Linked DNA regions of Anas platyrhynchos: region 1 is linked to region 2. A link is a contact called in public Hi-C data. All regions are on one chromosome and are shown on one strand. The core of a region is the stretch at or near the end of the contact, and the rest is flanking DNA. Distances in the headings are between cores, read along the strand shown. Region 1 has its middle 64 kb from the start of TRNAQ-UUG. Region 2 has its middle 80 kb from the start of TRNAQ-UUG.

Region 1 (5,602 bases), core at 1,725-4,224, 140 kb before region 2:
GTTATCTTTTCACCATAAAATGAAAGATGGTTCTCAACATCAACACATGACAACATGATATTGACCTAAAATGTCATAAAGATGCACATTTAAGCCTTCAAGATCATGCTACAGAGACCTTCATCTAGGGCACAAGAACGACCCCTCACCACTACCTCATAACTTGATGGCAAAGCAACTCGATGGCCTTTCCTTTACACTAAGTTTCTTTATTATTCAAGTAAACTGTAAGGGGTTGGTGCAAGGAGAATTTTCAAGTCAGTGGGAGTTTTGATTTAAACAGACACAAAATCCCCTTTACCTGGCTTTTGCCAGAATTGAGTGCAAGTCTGCAAAGTCATAGCCAGATTGCGTGCACCTAGGGCACTTTTATTTCACAGCACGGCAAAACATGCAAGGGCGGGATAGGATTGGGTGGTCCAGCTGAATGTAGCCATCCTTGTCCAAGACATTTCTGAAAAAGCCTGAAACAGCGACTGTTTTTCATGTTGCTTCACAACCCTGAAGTGTTAATAGTAGACTCACAACAGACAGTTTTCAATGTGCCTTAGTAACTATTGTGGCCGGATAGTAAAAAGTTTGAACAGCTGCAGATTCCATGTCCAATCTCTAGCTACGTTTCTGACAGACCTCTTAGGCTTGCATAATAAATACAGAAAAGCTTAAGCAAAGACACTGAATATCATTATCAACATTATTACGCGAGCAGATTGCAAACCACTCAGCATCCTGAAATGTGCCATTTGACTAAGACGTTTTCCTACCATTTTCTTGTGTTCTCTGGAGAGCACCAGCACTCCTGCGGGTACATACAGGCCTGAAAACTGTGGTTGTGCTCTGAGCTCGGATTGTGCAAGTGTGTTACTGAATAGCTCTAAATTCGCTCGCTTCTGGTACTTAAGTAAAGCTTTGCTGAGGCTCCTACTGACTGTGCTCCACTTCGAAATCAAAGGGTGAGTTCTTCCAAGTGACAGTCCTAGGAACAGCAACAATTTGAAATCAAAAATAAAAATAGGTGCAAGCTGCAAAGCTCAGGTTTGTTGTCAGATTGAAAACCTCTGTGAAACTGAAAATGTTGATGGAAAGGTTCAAGACGCACCCAGAATTGGGGGGTTGCTTTGGCCAATTCACATAAAGAGGTAAATTATAAAGTAGGAGTCTGGATTCACTTACATATTTTGCTGGCATTTGGGAATGTTTGGGTCTGAGGTTTTGTGTTGAAATTTCAGCTACCTATTGCTATGATTTTCATATCTTTGTTTTAATTCTTCTCTAACACTTCAGGGGAACACAGACTTTCAATTAACTCAGTGCTCTCGACCTGACTTTTCAATGTAGCAGCTGTAAATTAGTTAGAAGACAAAGCACTCGAGATGGTCTGAGGGTCAGCCCATGACAGAAGTCCTGCAGTCACTCAGAGCTGGTTGAGACCCTGCCCCTTGGAGCCGTGGACACGGCAGCTACGGCACAGGGCAGATTTTGGGTTTGATTCCCGTTAGCCTCACAAAATTCTTTTGGTATCAATTGCATTTTAGGTAAGGGAAGGATCAAAAATAACACCCTTATTTCCCAGCAGAGTTGCAAAGATAAATTAATTAATGTTTACAAATCATTTGGATTTTAGAATGCATGGGGAGGGGGAGAGGAAGAAATGCTCGGATGGGCCAAGAAAAACAGCAGATTCTCTTCATTCCCACTTTATCAACTATATCAGCATGCGCTTAGCTTTGAGAATGTGCTTAAATCTACCTCTGCTAACGAAAGTAGAAGCCCACAGAGTCAATTATGTACGCTGGTGCTTTTCAAAATAGGGAAGATAAACAGGTATGACCCAAAATGCCCATGCACAGAGCATACAGACTAATACAGACTAATCTGAGCATGGTAAAAACTCTGTCTTCAGTGCTCCCTCATAAGCCTGGCACAGCCCTGTCTAACATCACAGCTCTGCTTTGAGCCCCTTTTCAAACCTTCGACATGCAGAGTACGGTCACAGGCAGCAACATTCACGTACTGAAGAGCAGAATTTGTCTCAGTGTGTTTGAAAGGTGACTTTTAAAAGCCCTGAAGGATGGACCAAGAGAATTGGGGAAGAAGTCGTATCATTAAGGGGCCCGAATCATAAGCCCGGGCACAGCACTTGGGGTGGTTGAGGGGAGTTTGGACTCCAGCTGAACTCGGCAGCTCCTGCTTATCCCTATGAAAGGAGATGGCACTGGAAGGCACCCTTAACCCATGGTTATTTTCTTGACACAACAAACAGGCACAGCCGTGTTACTGTCCCGGCTCGATCCCATGGCAGCTCTGGCGGTTCATTAAGGGGCACTGTGCTCAGGTACTAGGAAGCACATGGCTCATGGCCTGCGCCATTGGTGGCACAGTGCACCTCCGGACGCAACACATTTCAGAGCGGGGTATCGGCCGCAGGAAAACAGGCATCTGGCAGCTTCCATCCCAAATCCATCCCCGCACCACGCTTGTGGAGGCCGCCACCAGAACAAACGCTTCTTTCATTGGCTTTGTGGAAACGCAAAGTTCATTTAAAGCCCGGCAAATTAAATTGTGTTCGTCTGGGAGACGGCATGTAGACAAAATCCGCTTCAAAAGTCAGAAGGCCCCTGAGTCAGAGGGAAGTGCAATTAATTTGTCAGAGAACCCAAAACAGATGATTTCAATCAGCACCGAAAAAAAAAAAAAAAAAAGGCTCCCTAGCAGGCGGGCGCGCTGGGAAAGGCACAGCCTGCGGGGAGAGGCGGCCCGGGACCGGGATGGGATGGGATGGGATGGGATGGGATCAGGGCCGGGGGCTGCGGCTGTCCCTGTCCCGGTCTCGATCCCGGTCCCGGCCCAGTCTCGAACCCGGGTCCCCGCATCCCGGCCCCGCTCCCGCCGCGCGGTGCCGCGCTGCGCCTCCCGAGCGGCCGCGCCGCCGCGCCGCCCATTGGCTGCGCCGCCCGGCGGGCCGGCCAATCAGCACGGCGGGCGGGCGGGCGAGGGGCGGGGCCGCGCTGAGCGCGCTGCCGCGGCGGGCGGGGGCGCGCTTCGTGTGCGCGCTCCCGTCAGAGCGGGGGCTCGGTGAGCGGGGCGCTCCTGCTGCCCGCGGCCGTACCGGGCGGGTTAACCCAGGGGAAGCCCAGGCAGAACCGCGGAGGGCAGCGAAGCACCACGGGTGACGGCTGGTGCAGCGTGATGGTGCTCCGGAGCCCCAGCGGGCGCTGGGATTTGCAGGATGCCGCAGAGGGAAGGAGAGACCTGCTTCTGCCTCTGCTGCGACCATCCCCGTGACCCGGTCAGGAAGCTCAGCGTCTCTGTGGTGCCCACTCGCTCTTTGGGCACCCCGGATTTAGTGTCCCCTTTGGATCAGCACGTACCTATGCAGTCACGCAAATCACAATCTGAGAATCAATCAAAGAGTAATTGCTCTGGGTTCTCACGACCTGAGAACACCTAACCTGCTGCAACGCCTTACAAGGGAGTAAACACAAACAATATGATGAGATAAAAATACAACAATATTAAGAACTAAAAATGCAACAAAAGAAAAAAAAAAAAAAAAAAAAAAAAAAAAGGAAAAAAAGGAGAAAGTCCCTTTGAAAGTATGTAAACAAGGACACTGTCCTCATTTCCTCCAAGGCAGTGACAGCATCCTTGCTGGCCTCAGTGGAAGCGGGATGATCGCTGTTCTTGAAAGGTTGTGTGCTGCTAGTGGGTGGCAGACAGCCCATGGATAAGCAAGCACCCTGTTGCACACACTTTAGTTGTAAAAGCAAGAATCTGTGTTCTGTATTCTTTTCCAAGTTCAGGCTCTAATGGTAGAAGTTAAACTGCACAACTGTCTGAAGCGAGCAGCCTCAGTTATTGCTATAAAATTGTATTTGTACTATTTATGGAATGTGCAGATACAGGGGAAATGTATTTATAGCTGTTTTGACTAGTCCTATGGTACGCTTAGAGAAGAAACCGTGGAATTTGGGGTTTGGCATTTTTGACACCAGGCAAATTAGAGGGGCCTTAATTACACTGACTGCCATTTGCTGCCCTGTGGTTATCGGGTCAGTCAGGCGTCTTCAGCTGGAAGTGGCGAGCGATTCTCAGCATCAACCACGTCCTCTTCAGCTAATTAGCTTTAAAGTGTTGCGGACAGCGTCTCTTCTCTTGTCTCAGACTGCAGGAAATACTGGCTTAAATCACGCATTGGAAAAGCTATCTGGCATCTCGGATTTGGAAGAAGCTTTGTATTGAATTTACTGCCTGTTTGAATCAAGCCTTTACCTCACGTTTGGCACGAGAAAAGATTCTTAGGTATTGTTATGAAGAAATAAGATAGCTAAATCCTTTAACTATCTGTATAAATTAAACTTCTGCTTTTCCATTACCTTGACCATCAGCTTCTTTGAGCATGCAGGTATTAAGTAATTATGTCAATACAAGTTCTCCAGTCTCTATCTGAAATATTCCGTAAGACACGTATTTAAGGTCTGTTAAAGCTCAAACAATACAGCATAATTGTTGGCTTGATGATGATGGCTCACAAGTGTGGAGTCCTGGGGCCTCCAGTGAACACGGGGAAGCCATTGCATACTGCAAGCATTCATTCCCTCAGAAAAGACAGAGCCAGCTCTGGCTACACAGGGTTTGGAGACCTGCACAAAGGACCCAGGCTATGACTTGATGTTAGGGTAAATCTGGGCCTAGATCTACTACTCCCAGATAAAAAAGTCATAGCTGGGTGACCCATGGTATGAATTGTTGGGTAGACCTGTGCGGTGCCAGGAGTTGGACTTGATGATCCTTATGGGTCCCTTCCAACTCAGGATATTCTATAATTCTATAACCCAAAATGCTGATCAGTCATTCAACGATCTTCTGAGGGTGGCGGGATTCTGGACAGACAGAATTGGGCACTGTCTGTCTGCACCATTTAACTTAGTCCTGGGTCAAGTTGTGCCTGTACTTGCACAGGTGGCTGCAGGTCACAATGGCTAGTAAAGTTAATAGAAATGTTAATAGAAAATTAATTACTGTTAATAGAAAAGTTAATAGGAATGCTCAGACCTGACACAGATCGAATTTATACAGCTGGGTACTGTGATAGCCCACACATCCACTGTTTATGACAATGGGATCATGTCAGACAATTGTAGTTAGTACAGCATTTAATCTGCCGTTACACGTCCTGAACTAATAATTTATTACATTGTTTTCTTCTCCCCAGTGTATGTTCTTGAAAATACAGGATTTTCCTTGAATTTATTCTTTGGACAAAATTATAGAACAAAAAATTTAACCATTGCTCTAAATTGTTCTTAACTCTCTACTCTTGGAAATACTTCAAAAAAGCAGGGTACTTGTGTGCTGCAACGACCTACAGTGCGACTATTTAAAAATGCATTTTTTGCTATCACTTATGCCCGTGTACTGAAATCTTACACACTTACATCAAGGAAGAGACTATGAGCATGGTCCACGAAAACAAACAAAAAAAAAGACCAAATATTCACGAGTTTCCTTTTGCTTTAAGAATTAGTGTCATTCAGCTAAGCACGCTGGCGCATGGGAACGTCTCAGGCATTCCTGGCTGCGGAGATGGCATACAGTGATC
Region 2 (5,563 bases), core at 2,137-4,636:
GCAACCTTGCTAACCTGTAAGTGTCTGGATTTTGCTTGTGCAGTCTGTGCCATTGTTCTGATTTCAGTGGCAAGAATTGGACGAAGTGCCTTAAAACCACCTCGCGTTGCTTATGTGAATAGCCTTCACATATACCTCCAAAATGGTAGCAAAACTACAACAAAAAGCTTTTGATTAAGGACAGGCAAATCTTCTACTCTTCTCTTGTCTGTGCAAGAGAGCAGAATGCGATTACTGCTTGGCAGAAAGTGTTAGCCTTTTTTGGGGTTGTCTTTCGGGCTTGTTTTTGTAAAGAAACAGTGGTTGGTGGGTAGCATGTTGTTGAAGACAGGTAAATCTTTATGTAGCACCTCAGAAAGCCAAGTAAGAGATGTCATGGTTGAATTAAACATAAATTTTCAATTTGCTTTTTACAAGGACTGACTCATTATTTTGCCTGGCAGTTACTTTAGTGGCAAAGCAATGTACTCTCTAATACTAAAAGAAATAGGAATGGCACATGTAATATGACGATGATTCAGCAGAGGCTGGTGGTGTGGGCTGTCAGCTAAATATCCTGTGAGATACTTTGTTGGCTAAGCCTAAAATTATTATGGGAGGAAGATAAATGGTACTCATGCTGTTTCTGGGAGATTTTTCTGTCTCTTATTTAGACGATATGCACATGATCATAGGTTGGTAACTGCCCGTGAAACATATGCTGGTGAACTCCGAGATTTATCATTTTCTCTGAGAGGAAAAAAAGTCACCCATTAGTTTTATAAATATAACCAGGAAGCAGCTTTGTGCACTTAAAAGAAATCAGCAACAGCCTCTGCACCTCCGAGATTAATTCTGGGTGACATTTCAGGCACATAAGGTCCAGTAAAGTTGATCCCAAACTAGAGAACACAAGATCATTTACTCCTTGAACAATAGGCAGGGAGACTGAAACATAAACCTTATCTCATTCTTGAAAATGGCTTGAATGGCTAGAACTGAACGGCAAAGGCTGCAGCAGCTCCAAAATTCAGGATGTGCACTGTCTAGGCTTCTTTTTTAGACCCAGACCCTCATTTAGGACAAATAAATTATTATTAGAGCTGGTTTTAGGACTGTAATTAATAACTACTTAAAGACTCTCTTATTTTTTTCATCCTGCTGTGGTCTTCTTTTGAGGTATTATTAACATTATTGAAATTTCTGAATTGTTACAAAAGGAAAGGCAATTTCAGATGGCTTGCAGACATTCATTTACTCAAGAAACAAACTTAATTTGGAACTGTCAGTTCAACTAATTCAAAGTGGAAGCGGCTAAAGCAGGAGATGTCCTATCTAGGTAAAATAAATAAAAATAAAAGGAACTTCAGTGATAGCTCTCACAAAGGACTTTAATAAGTGTAGGGTTTAGTTCATGAATAATTGCTCCACCCCCCGTATAACCCCTCAACGTCTGTGGACAGAAGCTAGAGGTGCCAATATTTATACAGAGAACTACGTCAAATTATGCAGCTAAGAAATTAGTATAAATTATCATCTAGTCAGAAAAAAATCACACAAACAAAACATTCCTCAATCAACTGTTTGCAACTGACATTTCCTCTGTAACTACGTAGGCACTCCAATCCTTCACCTACACTAGCTGCTTTAAGTGCTTAGTCCAAGTGCTCTGATGTTGGCCAAGCATTCTGGAAGGTTTTCACCAGAAAGCCACTTATTTTCACAAGCAACGTAGCAGCATTTTTGGCCATGCCTTTTAAAAATGCTCAGGCACTCTGGAATTTGCGAAAAATTTCCACACCTTGTTGCCTCCACAACAGCTCCAGCCTTTTGGATGCATTAACATTTCGGATTACTCCCATTACTCTAAAATACCCTCCTGTGAATTAGCACACTGAGATGGGAATCACTTTACTGACATTTCACACGTGTTTTTGTAACACAGCCGCAGTCGCAATTCAAGTCTTCAAGTCCTTGTCAGTTTGACAAGAAAAAAAATAAAAATAAAATAAAATCTGTTAGTGAGCAAGCTTCACACTGGCCTCCTTTAGAAACATCCGAAGGTGTTGAGACATCTTCCCAAGCAAGAAGGAGCTCCTTGCAATAAACAGTCTGTGAAGGGGAAAGAACAAGTGTCTTGGGCAGAAAGAGAACTACATTTAGCTGAGATGAAACAAATGTGTCCTGTGAAACAGGAAGAAAAGGGGAGGGGGGCAGTGGAGAGGGCAGCAGACAACTCTGACTTGCTCGCTCTTTCCAGGCTTTGTATTTATTTCTGTCATGGATCTGAAAAGGCAGGCAGCAGACTTTGTAGAAGCGCCTTATGAAATGGGGTAAATAATGGACCCCAGATGCCCTTGTTTCCTTCATTATTCAGTCTAGGCCTTCAAAGCTGTTTTGCAGTGTGAGGTATCAGAGGGAGGTAGAGCATTCTGTTAACAAGATTTCAATGAGCTTTGGAAGCAGGTCCAGGGAAACTGCTGGAAATGTTTCAGACGTACAGTACCTTTGTGCTTTTCTGACCTGTATGTAGTGAGAAAACATGGGACAGAGGGTGCCTTGATTTTTAAGACAACATCATCTAAAAAATATCTACACAATGACAGTAACGTTTTGTGCGTGTGCACCATTAATGCAATATTCTCAAAGCACCTAAAATACATTAAATCACTTTAAGGAAAACAACACTGCTTCAAACTGGAACGCAGTTTAGGAGATGTATTAAAAATACACAGCAAGCAAGTGGAGAGCCAGAGATGTGAAACCAGGCAGTCAGCCTCCTGCTTTCCCTGCTCCTTCCCCGTCCCTGCTATGAGGCAACCCTGCCTGCCCACTTAGCAACAAATTGTCTGAGATGTGGACAAAACATATTTCACTTTTGCTTTGAGACCCACCCTAGGAATTTCTCTCTGCATACTTGTAAGATTCCTCATGACTCACCACAGCCTGGAGCGACCTGAACCCAACCACCGTGCCCACACTTGGCTTGGGGATGGGTTTGGAGTCGCCTGGCGCTTCAGATCCAGCCTGTGTGGATCACCCCTGCTGCAGATAGCTATATACTTTCCCTCAATTTCTTCACTTTTCCTTCCTCAGTAATGTGAACATTTAAAAGCTAAACAGTGTCTCAGAAAGCTTTTTGAAGGAGAGATTCCTGGCTATTTCAAGTTGCCGTTCTTCTTCTAGTGTTGCTTTCCTCATTGTTGACACCAGCCGCTCTATATTTACTCTAACGACACTACATCCTGTGCGTGGAGATAGCTCTGTACACTCAGATGTTTCCGAGTCACCTCGGGTATAAGGATGTATTGTGCACTGCATCCTTTTTGTTACGGTGTCCTACATGTTCTCGAGGCTGCAATCTTATCTTAAAAAAACACAATGGCACCACCTAAAGGACATATTATGCATATAGGAAGACTCAGGCGCATTTGCAACATCTCTCTCTAGTCTGCCATGTGCTTGTGTGCGCAGGTACACGCGTGCTTCTGGCAACACAGAGCCCTACAGTGGCAATTTTCATTTTCTCCGGAATCAGTGCAGCACAAAGCTTATTCATGATTATAAAATTATGCATACTGAAAGACATCCATATTTTTATAACTCCTGTGATAAGACTGTAACAGAAAAGACAACTGTTAAAGCAGCTGCCCTTTTCTCTGCACTCAAAATGAATATAACAGGCATGCCTAATACAACAATTTGAGCGGTCTTAAGGAAGATTAAATATAGGAAGCAACATTGCTGCCAAGAGCATGGCAAGTCAGTATAATCCAGATAAATCTCACACAAAAATTGTGTTGGAATACAAGAAATTCAGGGGGGAAAAAAGGGGATAGGAAATCCTTTCTTTCTGTTGTATCTAGGTACTACAGGGGCATACGTACTACTATACATACTACTACGTGTTAAGAAATGGTCCTAAATTCCCAGAAGAATGGGGGAGTTTTTAAGAACAAGTTTGACTCGTTTTCTTTTCTCAGCATCAGTCATAGCATTCATAGTTCATTCTTATAGATCATTTTTTTGTGAAAGCATTTCATGCTTTCATAACTGAGGACAGGCGTAACAAAGGCTCTTCCTAACAAATATTTGAGGGTTTGATAACTTGGAATGTACTTTTTTTCCAAAACTAAACAAATGCAAACAACCTGAAAGCTAATACAAGCAAAAGTCTACTGGTGGTTACAGATCCAAGTTATATACGCATCTGACTTGCTCTAGTTACAAGAGTAAAGCAGAAGAAAAATCTGATCCTTTGCAATTGTTTACAAATAGAGATAGAGAGAGTTATGCATGGCAACTCATTTTCAAATGCTTGTGGCAGTGGCCCTACAACTCTGTTCTGTGCTCTGCTTTTTAAAGGGGAAGACTATGACACAATCAATTGCTCAACAACAGGCTTGAAAGTTATTTTGAGGGGTATTGACTACTTCAAAATGTTGTTAATGGGTTCTGGACACTTTCACTTGACAATCTCAAGTTATTACCATATGATACATGTGCAAAGTCATGTAATGGCTTCCATTTGGTTGCTAGTTGGTGATATTGCGTGAGAAAAAAACACTTCTTGATAGCTGAGGACTGATTGGGCATAGAGAACAAACTACTTCCTAACCCCCAGGTCAAGATGCAGGCATATTGATAGAACTGGGTGGGGAACTGCAGGCTGTAATTGCCTGATCTGTTCATAAACAGGAGACTTTGGTCTCCTGGGGAGCAAAATAAGAAGTAAATATATTTCAAAGCTTGTATTGTAAACATTGCTTTTCAGAAACAAGAGAAAAATGAAAGAAGAGCTTTTCAAAATATTTAGCATGCCAGTTGTGTAAGAAGGATGTGCCAACCTTAAATATAGCCGTTAGGGGCCAGATTCTCAGAAGAGCTCAATTGACCACGTGCATCTTCAAATCAGATGATTGATTTCCTGAAGCACTAAGCCTCTAGCAGAAGTTCTGATTATTTTGGCATTTCCTTTAGGAGTTGAATTGGAAGTCAACAACAACCACTGACTGCTCGGCTCTTTGAAAAACCTCGCCTGGAGATTAATAGCTATGCAACACTTAGCATACTGATTGCCTTTTACTCAAAATCTCCCATGAGTTACAACATCAGTTGCTCAAGTCTAGCAGTAGAGCTTTTGGGAGGCTGGCCACTAGTTTTCCCATTTTACAGATGAAAAAAAACAAAGGCAAAAGTACCTGTTCTAACAACAAGTCTAAAGTAAAAGTTGTCACAGACCCAGATTTCCCCAGTCTCCCATATTTGCATTAAAAAGTAACAATAGAAAGATGAATATTTAGAAGATGGCAACATCTCAATGCCCTAAGCAAGGCTGAGGCCACACATAATTCAGAGGCACTTACAAATAAGAGAGAAAGATTTGCTGTTCCTTATCTGAATTTGAAGCTCCATGCTCATTTTTAAGAGAGATTGCATTAAGAACTTCTACCTGTGTAAGTATTTGACCCTTTCGTATGTCGCTGTCTGAAGAAGAACTTGACATTGTCAATGGAAAAAAGCCAATGAAAAATGAAAGGACTTAGTGGGTGGCAAACTTACTGTATAGGTGGGGAGACGGGGC

The links. Hi-C and Micro-C count contacts between places; a contact is called where the count stands out from the background.
Region 1: a contact with region 2 is called in a Hi-C map of subcutaneous adipose tissue, with 2.3 times the contacts expected there. The contact joins two enhancer-like sites. A contact is called at or near these places in 3 of 8 Hi-C or Micro-C datasets (liver, skeletal muscle and subcutaneous adipose tissue).

Annotation. Positions count from the first base shown.
Region 1 is chr5:47,673,708-47,679,309 of IASCAAS_PekinDuck_T2T, reverse strand. No RefSeq gene overlaps it. Among named protein-coding and RNA genes, the nearest start is that of TRNAQ-UUG, 64 kb to the right of the region's middle. Within about 2 kb of position 2,974, at least 2 of the 8 cell types and tissues checked have an H3K27ac peak or open chromatin away from gene starts, as enhancers often do. A contact at or near this core is called in subcutaneous adipose tissue, where this site is marked.
Region 2 is chr5:47,529,949-47,535,511 of IASCAAS_PekinDuck_T2T, reverse strand. No RefSeq gene overlaps it. Among named protein-coding and RNA genes, the nearest start is that of TRNAQ-UUG, 80 kb to the left of the region's middle. Within about 2 kb of position 3,386, at least 4 of the 8 cell types and tissues checked have an H3K27ac peak or open chromatin away from gene starts, as enhancers often do. A contact at or near this core is called in subcutaneous adipose tissue, where this site is marked.